Regions from separate parts of the Zea mays genome. Here region 1 is linked to region 2. The links are chromatin contacts, called in public Hi-C maps. All regions are on one chromosome and are shown on one strand. Each heading gives the region's core, a stretch centred on a gene start, on an enhancer-like site or on the middle of the called end of the contact. The rest is flanking DNA. Distances are from core to core; before and after follow the strand shown. Region 1 holds the start of LOC100193296 (putative mini-chromosome maintenance (MCM) complex protein family). Region 2 holds the start of LOC103635794 (cation/H(+) antiporter 15).

Evidence for each region. A called contact is a pair of places that touch in the nucleus more often than the background predicts.
Region 1: a contact with region 2 is called in a Hi-C map of ear, with 2.9 times the contacts expected there. The contact joins the promoter of LOC100193296 here to the promoter of LOC103635794 in region 2. A contact is called at or near these places in 2 of 25 Hi-C or Micro-C datasets (ear and tassel).

Annotation. Positions count from the first base shown.
Region 1 is chr8:121,572,165-121,576,017 of Zm-B73-REFERENCE-NAM-5.0, reverse strand. It overlaps LOC100193296 (putative mini-chromosome maintenance (MCM) complex protein family), which reads right to left and starts at 1,863. Exons shown (of 16, transcript NM_001138435.2): 1 at 1,705-1,863; 2 at 1,514-1,626; 3 at 1,194-1,402; 4 at 566-696; 5 at 238-476; 6 at 1-150. The coding sequence starts at 1,770.
Region 2 is chr8:121,263,448-121,267,097 of Zm-B73-REFERENCE-NAM-5.0, reverse strand. LOC103635794 (cation/H(+) antiporter 15) reads right to left here and starts at 1,682. Exons shown (of 3, transcript XM_035961755.1): 1 at 1,356-1,682; 2 at 236-1,228; 3 at 1-104. The coding sequence starts at 1,550.

The sequences.
Region 1 (3,853 bases), core at 614-3,113, 310 kb before region 2:
TAAATGGACGGAGCAAGTGAGTTTCCCAGTAAGTCAAAGGTGTCATTTCTCCTTGATATTTCTTTCATACGCTTCAAATCTTCCCGAGTATACACAGGTGCATTTGCCTCTTTGTTAAGAAGCGACACATTATTTGCAATAAGGACAGTTCTACAGACATAGTAATACAAAAACACGTCATACTTTCGAAATAGGTAGGTTGAAGCCAGCTTTGGTGAGGGTCATAGCTGAACTAACCTGAACACACCACTAACACTTCCCTTGCTTTTCCCTGGTAGAGCCTTGTACACACCAACAATTGAGACACGGTCGCCAGGTTTGCAACAATCTACAAGATCATCTTCTACAATAACATCAACAGTCCTTGGAAGCTGTCCAGGTGCAGAATTTTCAGGCACTTCTTGCATGGACAATGTCTGGTGATCCTTATATTCACACATTCCATACTCGGTGACCAACAAGTTGCCGTTGTCATCCTAGCCATTCCAGATTGAACAGCATTACAACCACAGTGCCAAAGGGGTTGATTGAATGAAAGTACAGAGAGCAAATAGTGGGAGCATACCCTTGTTGGATAAACAGAGCCAGTAGGCAAGCCTACAAAAGAAGTGATGTCTCTATATTCACGCGAGAGAAAGGCCCCAGTCACAGGGCAAAAGTGAACACTCTTAACAACTTTTGGCCTTACCAATGAACCTGTTTTTTTTTCAGAAGGAAAAGTAATATTAGCACCCAAAGGTGTGCAGATACTTCACTAAAAACATGGTGTCCACCAGTGCTTGAACACTACTAGTAAATTGCTGGCATGGAGTAATAATTTGAAAGACCAAGTAGTTAGCATCGGATTAGTATGATGTATAAATAGCACAAGGGATGAACCAACAGAGGTCAATACTAAAGTTTCAAAACTCAAGGAGCTCAGAAATTTTGACGTTATCATTCATGTTCACTTTTTACTGACCAGTTAACAAGGACAAAGACGCATTCTGCTTTGCAGTTTCCTTTACCACAGAGGTATCAATTGAATTACCACAAACCTTCTAAGCACCAGCAGGAAAAATGGTAGAGTTCAAAAGACACTGACAACACGACCTGGTACCGTGTGAAAGACGGGCACCCAACAAGCAATATATGAGTGGAACCAGAGCATGACAACAATGCGGTCCATCTGCTGAAAGGGAATGAGACATTACATTTGGTGACGATGCCCTCAACGCAGACCATGGTGCCGATGAAGGAGGACATGAGATCCCTGGGCGTGACCCTGTGGAACCCGAACGGACCCGAGAAGCCCACCATCACCCGCTCCCCTTCCTTCAAAAATTTGGGATCAAGGTTCTTCGCTACCTCCGAAACCGCGTCCGACGCAGGCTGCATATACTCCCCGGGGCTCCGAATCACCCTATTCACACGCAAGGGCAGACCGCATCAGTCAGGAAGGGAGGAACTTGCCCAACGTAGCAACAGAAACGCACGATCAAGGAGAGAGCGAGGGAAGGCAGCGGCTGCGCACCTGCGGGCGAGATCGAGGTTGTGGTTGCGGAGGTCGTCCATGCCGATGATGAGCCGGTGGCGCTTGTTCTGGACCATGTCGCGGACGGCCTGCATGTAAACCCCCTTCCCGACCTGCGGTGGTAGGCAGGAACGTCAGCCGAGGACCCAGCGAGAACCGGCGGCGGCGCTAGGGTCGGCGAGGGGACTTACGTCTTGGTCGAGGAAGTCGAGGAAGGCGCGCTTGTGCGCCGCCATTGCCTCCTCGTTGACGTCCATGGCTGCCTGCGGCTTCGGAGACGGAACGCGAGGCCGGAAGAGAGCGAGCGGGCCAGCGGGGATGGTACAGGAAAGGTCGGGGCGCGGGAATGGGGCTGCGGCAGGCGACCGGATTTGGATTGGGGTAACTGTAAGGGTGGGGGTGAAAGCGGCGTTTTGGCGGGAGTTAACGCGCAGTGTGGCGGGAAGATGTGGTCTTCGCGCGCTCCGGTTCGCGGACAGGGCCGCAGCCCGCAGGGACAGCAGACTCGTTGGGTTGGGTGAGGCGGCCACGCGGGCTCTCACATAGTCGGATTCCGCGTTCCATGGGCTTTGGATCACAGACCCTGTTTATTTTGTTACAAAACATTATGCACATGTGATCAAGCCCATCCATTAGCAGTTACTACCCAAGGGTCACACCCCTTGGGGAACCATGTATACACTTGTATATAAACTGCTCCTCTGCAATAAAGGACAACAATTCTGTCATTTGTTTCTCTCTCAATCTCGTTACCACTGAGTATACTTCAACACGTTATCAGCACGAGATTCTCCACTGAGTTAATCGGCAGAAGAGAACGAAACTACGCAGTCGCTAGAGCAGTTCTCAGCGACATGATGCTGCAGAGGTAATTTTCTAGCCTTAATCATGATGATGGATGATTGCCTCGCGTCGCATCAACAATGGCCAACCGCATTGGATACTGTCCCCAAGTCAGAAGAGCATGGCCTAAATCATGCATGAATGCATTGCTCTGACACTCACTTGCGTTGGACACAACAAAGATTAAAAATGGTACCGATTTATGCTTACTCGTTTTGTTATATTTGGTGGCAACAAAATCATCTTGTATCTATCGGTTCTCATCGGTGATGGCGCTGTTCTTGCACACATGTGTGCTGCAATCTAACGGACAGACGATGGTAGCGCTGCCCGCCAGAGAAGCCTCGCGCCCGCACCGCTGGGGCTGACAGGGACACGCCGGTGCCACCGAGGCTGCTGGGCCCGTGCCCACGCCGGGGACGCCCACGGCCGGACGGGGCCATGCCAATCGCACCGGCGCCGTCGGGGCCGCGCCGGCTGGCCGCACGCCGAGACCGTGCCGACACTTGGCCGGGGGCCGTACGCCCGCGTCTGGGCCACACCCGCGCGCTCGCCCGGGATGGCTGTGCCCGCGCGCCCCCGCGCCGTGCCGCGGGAGGCCGCACCCACGCCGTGTGCCCGTGCGTCGGTGCAGCCTGCACCGTCGTCGAAGGGGCCGCGCGCTTGCGCCGGGCCGAGCGGCCGTGCCGTCCTTGGAGGTCGGGCAGCCGGCATGCACCGAGCCGTCGAAGGCCGCGCCCGCGCTTAGGGGCGGCTGCTCGCCCGCCGGGGTTGCACGCCGGGGCCGCGACACCAGAGGCCACGCCCAGGAGACCGCACCCATCAGAGAAGGCCGCGGCTAGGGCCGCGCCGCCATGGGAAACCACGCCTGGCAGGAGTTGCACACGCGTAGGGCGCCCGGGCCATGGCCCTGTGGATGGCCGTTGCTGCCTGGCCGGAAGGAATGGCTGGTTAGGGTTTTTACAACCAACTCTTATGACCTCACCTAGATGGGCCTCATGGGCCACCTTGTTTGGCTGGACAGATTGGCTCTATGATTTTAACATTTTAGCTTTGATTTTCTGCAATTTTAGACCAAATATTTATTTGTATCACAATTACTATCAGCTTTGAGTATCTAAATTTGAATATTTAGACTGCTGATGATAAATATTGTGATTGTTGTCTGTTTTTATTATAAAAATACAGACTCGTTAGTGAATTATATTTTATTTACATTTATAATTCACATATTTTTGACTTGCTTTTGTTTTTGCATTCTTTTATGTTTGCATGGAAAACATAGCACATTAATTAAGTCGAAACTTAACGGTCCTCATGCAACATAAGATTGCATTTTTTTGGAAAAGCATAGGGTGATGGAGTCCTAAGCACTGGCTGCGCTAAATTCTTTATAGAATTTAGTAGCCCAGAGACCGCGCTTTAGGCCGCATTTGAAATGCCTATCACTATGAGGTCTACATCTTTCGAGATGATTACCTATACGTGCTACCCAAA
Region 2 (3,650 bases), core at 433-2,932:
TAGCGCCGCGCCGGATCGTACATACATCCCGCCACTGGCACTGACACCGCTGTGATCGCCACCGACGAGCACATGAGGACGCTGTAGGTGTTCTTGCCGATCAACTGCGAACAGAACCGATCAAATGTTTCAAGGCCGACGCAAAGAATGTGAACAAAAATGCAAAATTGGTTGGTGGTTGTTGCATTTGATTCTTCCATCTGCAGAGCTGTCGTATCAGCGTACGAGCGATCACCTTGTTTGTGAGGAAGAAGGTGAAGGTGATGACCTCGACGATGCCCTTGGAGCTCATGAACAAGCTGAGGGACACGGCGTCCCGGAGGGGGATCTCAAGGTACAGCGACGGCACCATGACGCCGATCATCTTGCCAAACCATCCGAGGAGCACGACTAGCTGCAGCCTGCCCCAATGCAGGGACCACACATCGGTGCTGAGGCCGGTCATGGCGTAGTACAGAGGCAGAATCAGGCCGGACACCATGGCGTCAATTTTCTCCCCCAGCGCGGTGCCGAGCGGCGGTCCGTCGGGGATCGCCAGCCCCAGCATCAGCGCGCCGTGGAACGAGTTGGTCCCGATAACGTCGCTGTAGAATCCGACAAGAAGCACGACGAGGAGGAAGAAGAAGACGTAGCTCTCGTCCACGGGCTTGCCCGGCGGCGTGCGCTCGATCACCTTGAGCGCGACCGGGCGCACCGCGAACAGTATGACCGCGCCGAGCGCGGCCACCGAGAGGAACGCCCAGAGCGACGTCACGGCCGAAACGAGGAACGCCTCGGCGAGGATGTACCCCACCATGATGAGCCACGCGATGCCGTCGGTGGTCATCGAGGCCGACATGGCGGTGCGGCCCAGGTCGGAGTTGAGGAGGTTGAGCTCTGACAGGATCGGCGACAGCACCGCGAAGGACGTGACCGAGAGCGACGTGGCCAGCGCGAACAGGAACGTGGAACGCCTCGTTACGTCGGGTTCCTCGACCATGGCGGCGCCGGATAAGCCCGCGGTGGTCATGACCAGCGGGAGGATGAAGCCGGAGAGGGCGATGATCACGCCCTTCTTGCCGGAGCGGACGACGAGCATCGGGTCCATCCGCACGCCGATGAGGAAGATGACGTACATGAGCCCGAACGTCGCGATGGTGTGCAGCACCGGGTCGCCCCTCGCCGGGAACACCGTCTCCTTGAACGCCGGGCTGCGTGACAGCATGGACGGGCCGAGTATGATGCCGCCCTGAAACACATCAGATAGAGCAGCACGTTTCAGTTGATTTGCGCCAAAAAGCTTTCAATCAAGCTGGTGAAAGCAAAAAAACGTTCATGGCGTCGCTGCAAAGTGCAAACTACTAGGATGGACGTGCCATGATCTCAGACACGACGCGGGGCTGCTTGAATGGCTTGAGAAGGAAGTAGAGGACGCGGGTGATGGCGACGATGAGGACGAGCTGCAAGCCGAGCAGCGGCAGCGACTCCTGCAGTGGGTTGCCTCCCTGGAAGATGTTCCGCCCGGCGCCCGTGATCTGCGGGACCACGTAGCAGTCGATGCCGTCGTCCATCTTCCCTGCGTGTCCCTGCCGGCGCCGACGACAATGCCCTGCGCCCTTTCTCGTCAGGCCGTGTCTTCCATGGCGGTCTGCACGGTGTAGTGTAGGTGTAGGCGGGGCGAGAGGCAGAGAAGGGGAGAGGAATGAGCGACATGCCAAAAGAAGTTTTAAAACTTCATAGCCTCGAGATTTTATTGAGCTCTGGTTGTTCGGTAGAGTTTCTGTGGCTGGAAAGCGTATGAATTTCGCGATAAAGATGGCTGCGTCGTGAGTTCAGGAATAGTAAATCTAAATTTGGATTGGGGAACTCATAGGATTTGTGCATCGTGTACTGCGTTCTTTGAGTACTATAGATTTGGAACACGCTTCGGAACAACCGTAAAATAAAATTCAATACAAATTTCTTTAGAGTATCGCGTACCCATTTGCCTTATAAAGTTGCCACAATAGCGTGCATTGTTGATGATTCAATGACTGTTTGTTTGTATTCCTCTCTCTCTCCTAAGACACAGCCCCACTACAAATGTGAAGATATATAAATGTGACATAACTTGTCGGACAATGTATTATCGTTGATTCCGGTGTACTAGTCATGAATATCATCTACGTGCTATGGATATGTATGTTATTCTTTGATATTTGTTATTTAATTATATGGATCGTGGATTCGTGGGTTGTACAGTATTGCTGTTATTCTTTTGATGTTTGTTATTTCTATGGCTCGGTATTACTGATGGCTTGTTTGCCTCTAGGCGTCAGATTTTGGGTCCCTGCTAGATTTAGGGGCAGAGACGAGTTTTAATCCAGCGTAGTCTTCAAATCTAGAACGGTTTTGAAGTTCGGGTTTCAAACGTGGGTCTAGTGGCGTAGCTAGGATTTTAGTGATGGATGGTCCAGTTAGATTTTTAATAATATAATTGCAACAATTGATAAATAGATATGAAATAAAAAAATTACCTGCACTACAATTGATAAATAGACAAAAATTCTGAAGCTCGGCGCTCCGTTCCGAGAGCATAGCCATTGCCTGGGTTGTCGCAGCAACGACGTCATCACGAGCTTGCGAAAGCTCTCGCATCTTGGCTTCCACATCCGTCTTCACCTCCTCTGCCGTTTTCGTGGCCTTCTGGGCTTGGGAAAACATCCTCTGGAGCTCTGGAAAAGGTAAAGGGCTGAGCAACCACGAAGAGCAGATGCAAAAGACATATAAGGACAAAGGAAAAACACCGACCCCTGGCTACGTTGTGTTCTTTCGAGAGCTCTGCGTCCGCCTTCTCCAGGTGAGTCTGAATACTTTCATGTTTGGATACAAACTACCAACTTTCATTACCAGATTCAATGGGTCAAATACAATAACCCTATCTTCTGGTATATATGAACTCACATTCGGGAATTGCCAAAGTATCTTCATCATAAATTTTCTCTGAAGAAGTACCCTCTACTACCACTAGTCGCAACTTCACTTTCCCTATTTTCAATGTCATCCTCACGCTGCAATCCTAGTTGAATATACAAAAGATATTCTTTAGGTACTCCAGTTTGTCCTTTCTCGTCCCATCTACTTTCAATCTGAATGCTACTCCGAACAATTTGAGATGGTTCGATTATAGCTAGAGCAAATGGATTGTCCTTCACAGAATCACAGTAAAGAACAATTTATACATTACCAATCATTACCAATTCTAGCAAATCAACCGAACTAGGAAGAACTTACGTGTGCCTCACCTCAGGTTCTAACCTCAACAATGGGTGCAGGGGAACTCTTGGAGACATTGTACCTGAAGGGGCGACACACGACGTCGCGAGCAGGAAGAGGGACCTCAACGACCACAGCAGGAGCTGAAGCCTCCACCGAGCCCACCAACAACGAGCCATGGAGCCGACGTCCACTCCCGGACACACTTAGGGCATGTACAGTGGTGTTTAATGTGGGGGCTCTTAAGGTGTTTTAGGGGATTATTTGCAAAAAAATCTTAGAGTTGTCTCTCCGTGAAGAGACGCCTCTGGCTCGTAAACCAAGTAACAACAGACGCCTCACTTCCTACCGTACGAATTTGTCGTTCATTCTATCGATCTGATGTTATACAAATACATTTAATTCTGTATTTATTA